Regions from separate parts of the Mus musculus genome. Here region 1 is linked to region 2. A link is a contact called in public Hi-C data. All regions are on one chromosome and are shown on one strand. The core of a region is the stretch at or near the end of the contact, and the rest is flanking DNA. Distances in the headings are between cores, read along the strand shown.

The links. Hi-C and Micro-C count contacts between places; a contact is called where the count stands out from the background.
Region 1: a Hi-C map of rod photoreceptor shows a contact between it and region 2, with 2.2 times the contacts expected there. The contact joins the enhancer-like site here to the promoter of Crb2 in region 2. A contact is called at or near these places in 3 of 39 promoter capture datasets (the HPC-7 cell line, embryonic stem cells and hippocampal neurons), 2 of 15 datasets of contacts at CTCF or cohesin (the NIH/3T3 cell line and pro-B cells), 24 of 484 Hi-C or Micro-C datasets (the AML12 cell line, CD4 T cells, the G1E-ER4 cell line and 19 more), 7 of 115 datasets of contacts at active chromatin or transcription factors (double positive thymocytes, embryonic stem cells, large pre-B cells and 3 more) and 2 of 9 other capture datasets (adipose tissue and liver).

What each region holds. Positions count from the first base shown.
Region 1 is chr2:37,720,851-37,724,573 of GRCm38.p6, forward strand. No RefSeq gene overlaps it. Among named protein-coding and RNA genes, the nearest start is that of Strbp, 19 kb to the left of the region's middle. Within about 2 kb of position 2,346, at least 24 of the 459 cell types and tissues checked have an H3K27ac peak or open chromatin away from gene starts, as enhancers often do. A contact at or near this core is called in brain, cortical neurons, double positive thymocytes and 2 more, where this site is marked.
Region 2 is chr2:37,774,165-37,778,421 of GRCm38.p6, forward strand. Crb2 (crumbs family member 2) reads left to right here and starts at 2,085. Exons shown (of 13, transcript NM_001163566.1): 1 at 2,085-2,282. The coding sequence starts at 2,177.

The DNA.
Region 1 (3,723 bases), core at 1,096-3,595, 53 kb before region 2:
GGCTATTCTTACCCTCTATAATAGATAAGGAAATGAGACCCTGTGAACTAGGTCTCTTAAAGCCACACAACTAAAATGCATGGCTAAGTTTTGAGACTGGTCTGACTGCCTTAAGTAACCAATAATATATATCACTGTCTTCCGTGGAGACAGCATTTCTTGTTCTAAAAACAATCACTATGCCTGGGACTTGTCTAACATGCACAAAGCCCTGGGTTCAACCCCTAGTATTACACCAACCAAGCTTGGCAACCTGATCTGAGGTAGCAATAGGATCAGACATTCAAGGTTGTCCTCAGCTACTTAGTGAGTTAAAGGCCAGCCTGGGCTATATGAAACCCTGTCCAAAACAAAAAACAAAACAAAACAAAACAAATAAATGAACATATAAGTAAATAACTACTAAAATATATGATTTATCAGCAATTTTGGTATCTGATAAATCAATATGTTCATCCTTATTAACCTATTATTAGTAACTACCATTCTCTGAGCTTTAAGGCTGGAAGGCTAAGCTGGAGAGATTATTCAGCAATTAAGAGACCTTCCAGAAGCCACTTGTTTGATTCCTAGTACTATCCTCAGCTCACAAACACCTAACTCCAGTTACAGGGGATCTGATACTTCCAGCCTTAAGGGCACTTGCACTCACCTGCACATACCCCTCAATATACATAATTTAAAATTCTTTAAACATTTAAAATGCCCATATACATAAAAGTAAATAAGTAGGCCATGAGGTTTGTGGTGCAAGCATTTAATCCCCAGAGGGGACTGAGATTGGGAGACAGAGGCAGGAGGACCTCTGTGAATTCGAGGCCAGCCTGATCTACAGAGTGAGTTCCAGGAAAGCTAAGGCTACACAGAGAAACCCTGTCTCAAAACAACAAAAACAATATTAATAATTTTAAAAATGAAAGCAAAACACACCCTAGAAGGTCCTGTGAAAGCTTTTAGCATTCGTGCCTAGGTTTGTAGTAGGCTCTATTTCTGTTTGTTTGTTTGTTTGTTTTGGTCTTTTTGTCTGGTTGGTTCGATTTTTCTAAAGGTTTGTTTGTTTATTTATTTATTTATTTATTTATTTATTTATTTATTTATTTTATGTATATGAGTACACTGTTACTCTCTTAAACAGAGTTTTAAGTTTAAACACGCCGGAAGAGGGCATTGGATCCCATTACAGATGGTTGTAAGCCACCATGTAGTTGCTGGGAATTGAACTCTGGCCCTCTGGAAGAGCAGTTAGTGCTCTTAACTTGTTGGGCCACCTCTCCAGCCCTTTGGTTTGGGTTTTCCTGGCTGTCCTGGAACTCACTATGTAGACCAAGTTGGCTTTGAACTCACAGAGATCCACCTGCCTCTGCCTCTGAGTGCTAGGATTGTAGGAATGTACCAACACTGCCAGGCTTTGGCTCAGTTTCTAAGTCATTCAATGCAGTGTGACCATCTCTGAGCCTCAGCTCACAGTAAAATAGGGATGATATTGGGAAACATCTTACAGAATCATCACAAGGCAGCATTAGTTGGGTGTGTAAGAGATCAACAAACATCAGTTTCAATGAACTTGTGCAGCCAGGTGGTAGTGGTACATGCCTTTAATCCAAGCACTGAGAGGCAGAGGCAGGTGGATCTCTGTGAGTTTGAGGCCAGCCTGGTCTATACAGTGAGTTCCAGGATAGCCAGAGCTATGTAGAGACACTGTCCAGGAAATAAAAAACAAAAACAAACAAACAAACAAAAAAGAAAACATTGTGCCACATCTTACAGATTAGGAAATTTAGGCTTAGTGTTGTTGATGTGATCTAGCTTCGGTTCTGCATACAATGTTAGCATAAATAAGACTTTCCTTCTCTGCTCTGTGTACCTGAGGACTACGTAGACACCTGGAACTTTTCAGTCTTTTGAACTCTGGGTGTGCTCTTCTGGAGACTTCCACTGACTCCCACCTTCACCCCTTTTCCTCCCACATCAAACTGCATTTGCCATGACCGACCTCTCTTCCCTCACTGCAGCTGGTCGCAGTTCTGGCTAACGTCTCAGTGCGTAGTATCTGCGCATGCTCCAGGAGTACCTTGTGATAGCATGTAAGAGCACAGGTTCAACATTCTCGCACTTCAGCGAATGAATCGCTGTGGTAAATGGCTTTATCCCCCGATCTTTAATTTCTTCAAATTAAACCTCAACCTGCCATACTTTGCAAGGTTCATGAAGACTTGCAAGCGCATGTAAGATGTCTGCTATGGCTGCCTCATACACCAAGCATTCATAGTAAATGCTCGGATCTCCCTGATGCTGTTAGCCTTGTCAGCTGGCAAGAAGAGGCCAAAGCTCCTACATGAGGAAGCTCAAAGGTGGAGTCTAGTGGGCAGGGAAGCAGCTTGGCAGCTGGGGTGAGAGTGAAGAGGACTCAGGGGAAACAGAGATCAAAGGCTAAATTATGTAGATTATTCCTTTGTTCCTTGTAGTTTGCACTTGCCTTGGTGCCTCCTGGGGCAGGAGGGCAGCAAACGCACTCCATAAGCACTCTAATGCACAAACACATACATATGCATTTGGCTGCCACCCTAGATACACAAGTATACCTTGCTATACCACAAACATACACACCAACACGGGTGTATAGGCTTGTTAACATGTGTGCATGTACACTTTAAACACAAACTCATCTTTGTGCACAGGCAGTCATGCAGAAGATCATATGCACGTGAACGAATGCAAGCATACAACAGTACAGGTTTGGCAAGCAGAGACGCATGCACGTGTGTGTGCACAATCACAAGCCCACACGAGTGTGCATACAAATGCTTGTCCCACATGTACAGGCACACCCTTTTAATCCTTAGCTCTAAATAGAAGCATAAGCCGAAACATATGTGCCTCTCTGTCGTTAGGCGACAGGAGGTTTCAGAAAGACAGCCTTGCAAAGGAAAAGCAAAATTGGCAGGGGTTCTAAGCACTGCAGGAAAGATTAAGGGATAGATGGCATCCTCGGGGAGGGGGCGGGTTACAGGAGATAAGATGCTGTCTCTTAGGAAGGAAGGACAACCCTGGACCCACTAATCACTCACCCATATCCACACTCACCCAAGCTTTATACCTGCCCCTCTCCACTATGGCTAGTCAGTACCAAATAAGCTTCAGTTTAAGAAGTGAACACCTCTAACAGGCCAGGCCTCGTTCTTAACCTCCTAGTTTAACTTTCAACAATACAGCAGATATTATTTTATTGTTATTACTACTTAGTCTGGTTAAACCCAGAGTCCTTACCCTCTCCCAGATGATGGGACCCTCAGAATTCAGCTTGGCCTTCACCTGAGTCAATGCCGGGTGGGGATTGTCTCCATTCGGGTGCTACCACCAGTTTCCCTTCTGACTGTCTCTCTTCTCTTTACAGACTCTGCTATTCTCTCTTTGCCTGCCTCTGACTTAGAGGTTCTTAGCCTCATCCACAGGCTGGCACCCTCTCCTCACTCACTCACTAACTCATTCCTCACTCACTCACTTGTAAAACGTTGACTCATACCCCGTGCTTTATGCTAGAGAACAGTAAAAAATGGCTGAGAGGTACAGAGGGGCAGAGGTCAAGTTCAAGACCGGCCTCCTTGGGAAAATACTCTGTCCTTTGGCTCTGTTGAGGTATAATTAACACTTGATAACTAACTGCACATGTACACCATGGAACAGAATGGAGCAGACTGGGGGTGGGGCGCAGAGAGGGAAGGC
Region 2 (4,257 bases), core at 835-3,334:
AAATCCATATAGCTTAAAATTACTTTCTCATTTTTAATTTAACTAGCACTTGCTTGGCTGTTTCAAACACTTTAATCCTTAAACACAGTTTATCCATAAGACAGTTCCACCTAGCTGGAGAAACCCTGTCTCAAAAAGCCCTAAATAAATAAATAAATAAATAAACAAATGAAAAAAAAAAAAGACAGTTCCACCTAGTGAGGGCTATTATTTTTTCTTTCTTTCTTTCTTTCTTTCTTTCTTTCTTTCTTTCTTTCTTTCTTTCTTTCTTTCTTTCCTCCTCCTCCTCCTCCTCCTCCTCCTCCTCCTCCTCCTCCTCCTCCTCCTCCTTCTCCTCCTCCTCCACCTTTTTTTAACTTGGAAGTTAATGAGGCTCAGAGACATTAAGAGACTTAGTGACTTACAGAGCTGGAAAGTGGATGCTGGGGATTTGAATTGGTATCTATGCCCTCACCACTGTATTCCTCTCTGATGTGTTAGTTCTACCAAGTCAACCACTAGCAGTCAGTTCCATGCTCTCAGATGTATCCCTGAATTCCTTGACCTCCTATGACAATCCAAGCTCCAGGCGCGCTCTGTCCACTGCATTCTTCAAAGGACCACCAGGTGGCAGCTTCGGGATTAGTGCTTGGGGGTGGGCTCCTGGGTGAACCAGTCCCTGTCTGTTGCCTGGCTCCTCTTCACAGCCCACTCCCCTGTCTCCCATCCCTGTAGCTACCCCCCAGGGTCCTGCTATTTAATATTCTTGGCGCCATTCATATTCCTGGAGCAAAGCACAACTGCCCTGTAAAGTCTCACGAGGCTGGAGCTGTTACTCCTATTTTACAGATGACAGACACAATAGACTGAGAGCGAGTAAACTCCGTGTCATTCAGGCATGTTAGGTGCCTATATGTTTAGCTGTGCTCCCCCAAGAGTGGAGCATGACTTCCTCAAGATTAGCGATGGGAGTTCCAGGTCAAGAGACAACTGGAGTGGGTGTCCCAGAAAACAGGGCAGGCCTCTAATTCTGGAGAGGCTACAGGGCTGGTTAGCCAGGCCTATGGTTTCAGTCTCTTCCTGAGCTCTGGGGACCCAGGGGAACCAGCAGCCCTCTGGCTGGCTACCGATACCCTGTGATGCTCATTGTCTCACCTGATGTTTCTCCAAGGACATGCCATAGCCCCCAATTGCTACTTTGCCAGACACAGCAGAGTCCAGAGCCTTCAGGGACAGAATCCACCATCACTGACCTGGGCCAGACATTGTCATCTGCCAGGGGCTCATTTCAAGAAGGTAGTTCCCTTTAAAATAAGATGCTGCCCCACTTGGGGCAGCAGGCCATGGAAGAAGAGATGCTTTTTTATGTGCCAGTGTGTTTTGAGATGATGAGAACTCCTGGCTCCACCCAGTGCAACATGTGACTGTGAGGTTAGACAAAGAGAAGGACTTTTCAGGAAGAAGGGTGGGAACAGCATCGGAGCACTATTTTCGGTAGAGCAGCCACTCAGCGGAAAGGTCCGCCTTGGACAGCAGGGACATTTCTAAAGTTGCAAACACCAGAGACAAAGATCAAGGGCAAATGGGGAGACGAAAGGGCTCCGTTTGGCTGGTGAGGGGGTGGGAAGGATAGAAGGGAGTCAGGGGGCACGTGCTCTGGGGCCCAGTTACTACCTTACTGATAGTCACAAGAACAGGATCTGTGTGGCTGGGTAGGACCTAGTGGGCAGCGAGGACAGGAGCCCCTGTGATAGGAGGGGAGGAGCCTTGTTATCTCAGGTGTGGAAGGGGCAGGTTAAGTGAGGACGGATGGGAGCGCTTCTGAGCTCAAGCAAGGCAGGCCTGAAACTGCGGGGTAGTCGGACAAGCCCCAGGAATCTTGGCTGGCCCCATGGACTGGACCGCCTGGCAAGAGGGCTTGTGCACTGAGACCCAGGGTCAGGCCCAGGGCCTTGCCTGGATGGAGCTGAGGCCTCCGAAGGGGCTGGTGTTTGTGAGGAGCGGTGGGTCAGACCCTCCGGGAGGATCCTGTCCGGGGAGGAGCAGTGGGAGGCGGGGCGGAGGGGGAGGGCTGGAGGAGGGGCCGGGCCTCTGTCCACCTCGTCAGTGCTGGTTGGAGGGACGCAGGGGCGCGGAGCCCGCCGAGCAGAGGGTTCCCGCAGGCAGGCAGGCAGGCAGGCAGGCAGAGCCGGCTGCCATGGCGCTGGTGGGGCCTAGGATTTGGGGCCCTAGACGAGATATTTACCCCCTGTTGCTGCTACTGCTACTGCTGCTGCTGCTGCTGCTGCCTTGGGTCCCGGCTGGTGAGTGTGGCTGGGCCTGGGGGTGAGCGTGGCTGGGCTGGCCTGAGAGAATGGTGATGCTAGAGGCAAGAGTGTCCCGGGCCCTAGACAGTGTGGGGACAGTGCGGGTGTCTTGGGACTCACTTGGAGAGCTCGGAGTGTTCTGGAGGCTTCAGACTGAGGAGTCTATGCGGTGGGGCCAGGAGGATGAGGGCTGGTGTGGTCTGTAGAAGCCAGTCTGGGAGAGCTGGTGTGGTGTGGCGTAGTGTGTTGAGGGAAAAGCTGGGAATCTTGGTGTGAGGAGCCACTTAGGGAAAGCGTGCCGGGATAGATGGAAATGCGTGAATTGGAGAAGTTTCAGCAAACTCAGGCAATCTCCATAGAGTCTGCCGGAGTCACGTGTTGACCTGGGATGCAGGTGACATGTAAAGTTGCCCGGTGGGTGGACGTTCTGTTTGAGGGGATTGATTGTTGAGAGTTGTGTCCTCGCTGAACTAGCTGTAAGTTGTCCGGCATGTTCAACTGGCCTTTCCTGGCAACGGGAGGTGTGGGTGTGGGTGGGGCTAGATTAAGATAGGGGAGGGGGAAGAGAACCAGGGTTAGGGGAGAGCTTGCCCTCATTGCTCCCTTCTATGGGTCCTCTGCCAGCACTTGAGGGGCAACCGGTAGAGCTGTTCCGGGTCTTTGGAATGGCTAGGGATTCGGGATCATACGTGTGTGTCCCTGCAGCAGGTTTCTGGCATTCCTCAACTATGCTGGAAGGGCTCCCTGAAGCCAGCCCAGGCAGCCAGTACATTGGCTTTGTCCAAGTGCATTCAACACTGAGCCTGGAATTCCTACTGGGGGGTCTGGAGGACGCTTTGGCTTGGTCACTATAGTTACGAGGGCAGTAGGGAGGGCCCGGCTTCCCCTGCAATAGGTGAACCCCACCAGTGGCATTCCCCCTGCCTGCCTACAAAGCCGTTATTGCCTCTTCTCTGTGGAAAGGGGGAGGATGAGGACCCTGGGTACAGCGAGGACCTGTTTTAGGGAGGAAACCAAATGAAGGTTGAGGAGGGAAGGGACCTAGAAGAAGCTGGTACCTGAGGCAAATGAGGGTGGAGAAACCAGGCAACTCCAGGCTGTCTGTACATTAGGGCGTGAGGTTCTGGGCTGTGCACTTTGGATCTGTTCCACATGCAGTACACAGATGCCCATGGCAGCTGCACAGATGTGTGGCAGGGACTAGGGTACATACTACAACAGGACAGGTGTCCACAGGCACATGCCAGGTCTCCCCTGTGAGCTCACTGGTGAACTTGCTAATGAACCTACTGTGTATCATCATATACATAGCACATGGCTGCATTCACCCACTAGGTACACACCAGCAGGCCTGCATTGACTTATATGCACTTACACACATATGGTCTGTGAGATTGGCAAACAGTGGTGTATATTTCCCCAGAACTCCAACAGGCTCTCAGGGGCCATTGCCCCGGGAATTCTGTGTGCAGAGTCCATCTCTGGGGATCCCTGAAGCTAGAGTTGGGGGCTCTACAAGCACGATTACCCAGAGCTGACTGAGCAAAGGGCGGTGCTAGGGACTTTGTGACTTGAAAGCTAATTTCCATCCCAGAGGAGATGAAAGTTCTGGACCAGACCCGATGCCCTCCCTGCCAGGCTCTGAGCTGGGCCCCTCCATCCCAGCCACTCCACAGCAGAGGATTGCTGGTTGCTATGGAGAGGATAAGGCATCTTGGACTACAATGGAACATGTCGAGTTGTTCCCACCCCCACCCCTTCCCTGAACACCCAGGGAGTGCAGTGCACAAAGGGGCAGCCAGTCTTCCCCAAACCTGGCCCCTCCTCCAACTTAAGAGGTGGGGCGGTAGGAGAGCAACAGGGACTCTGTATACTTCTAAATAATGTGGGGTCTGCTGGCTACTGGGCTCCAGGGAAGGTTTGCTGATGCGTGATCCACTGTGTAGAGAGATTTTAACCCTCCCGGCATCCA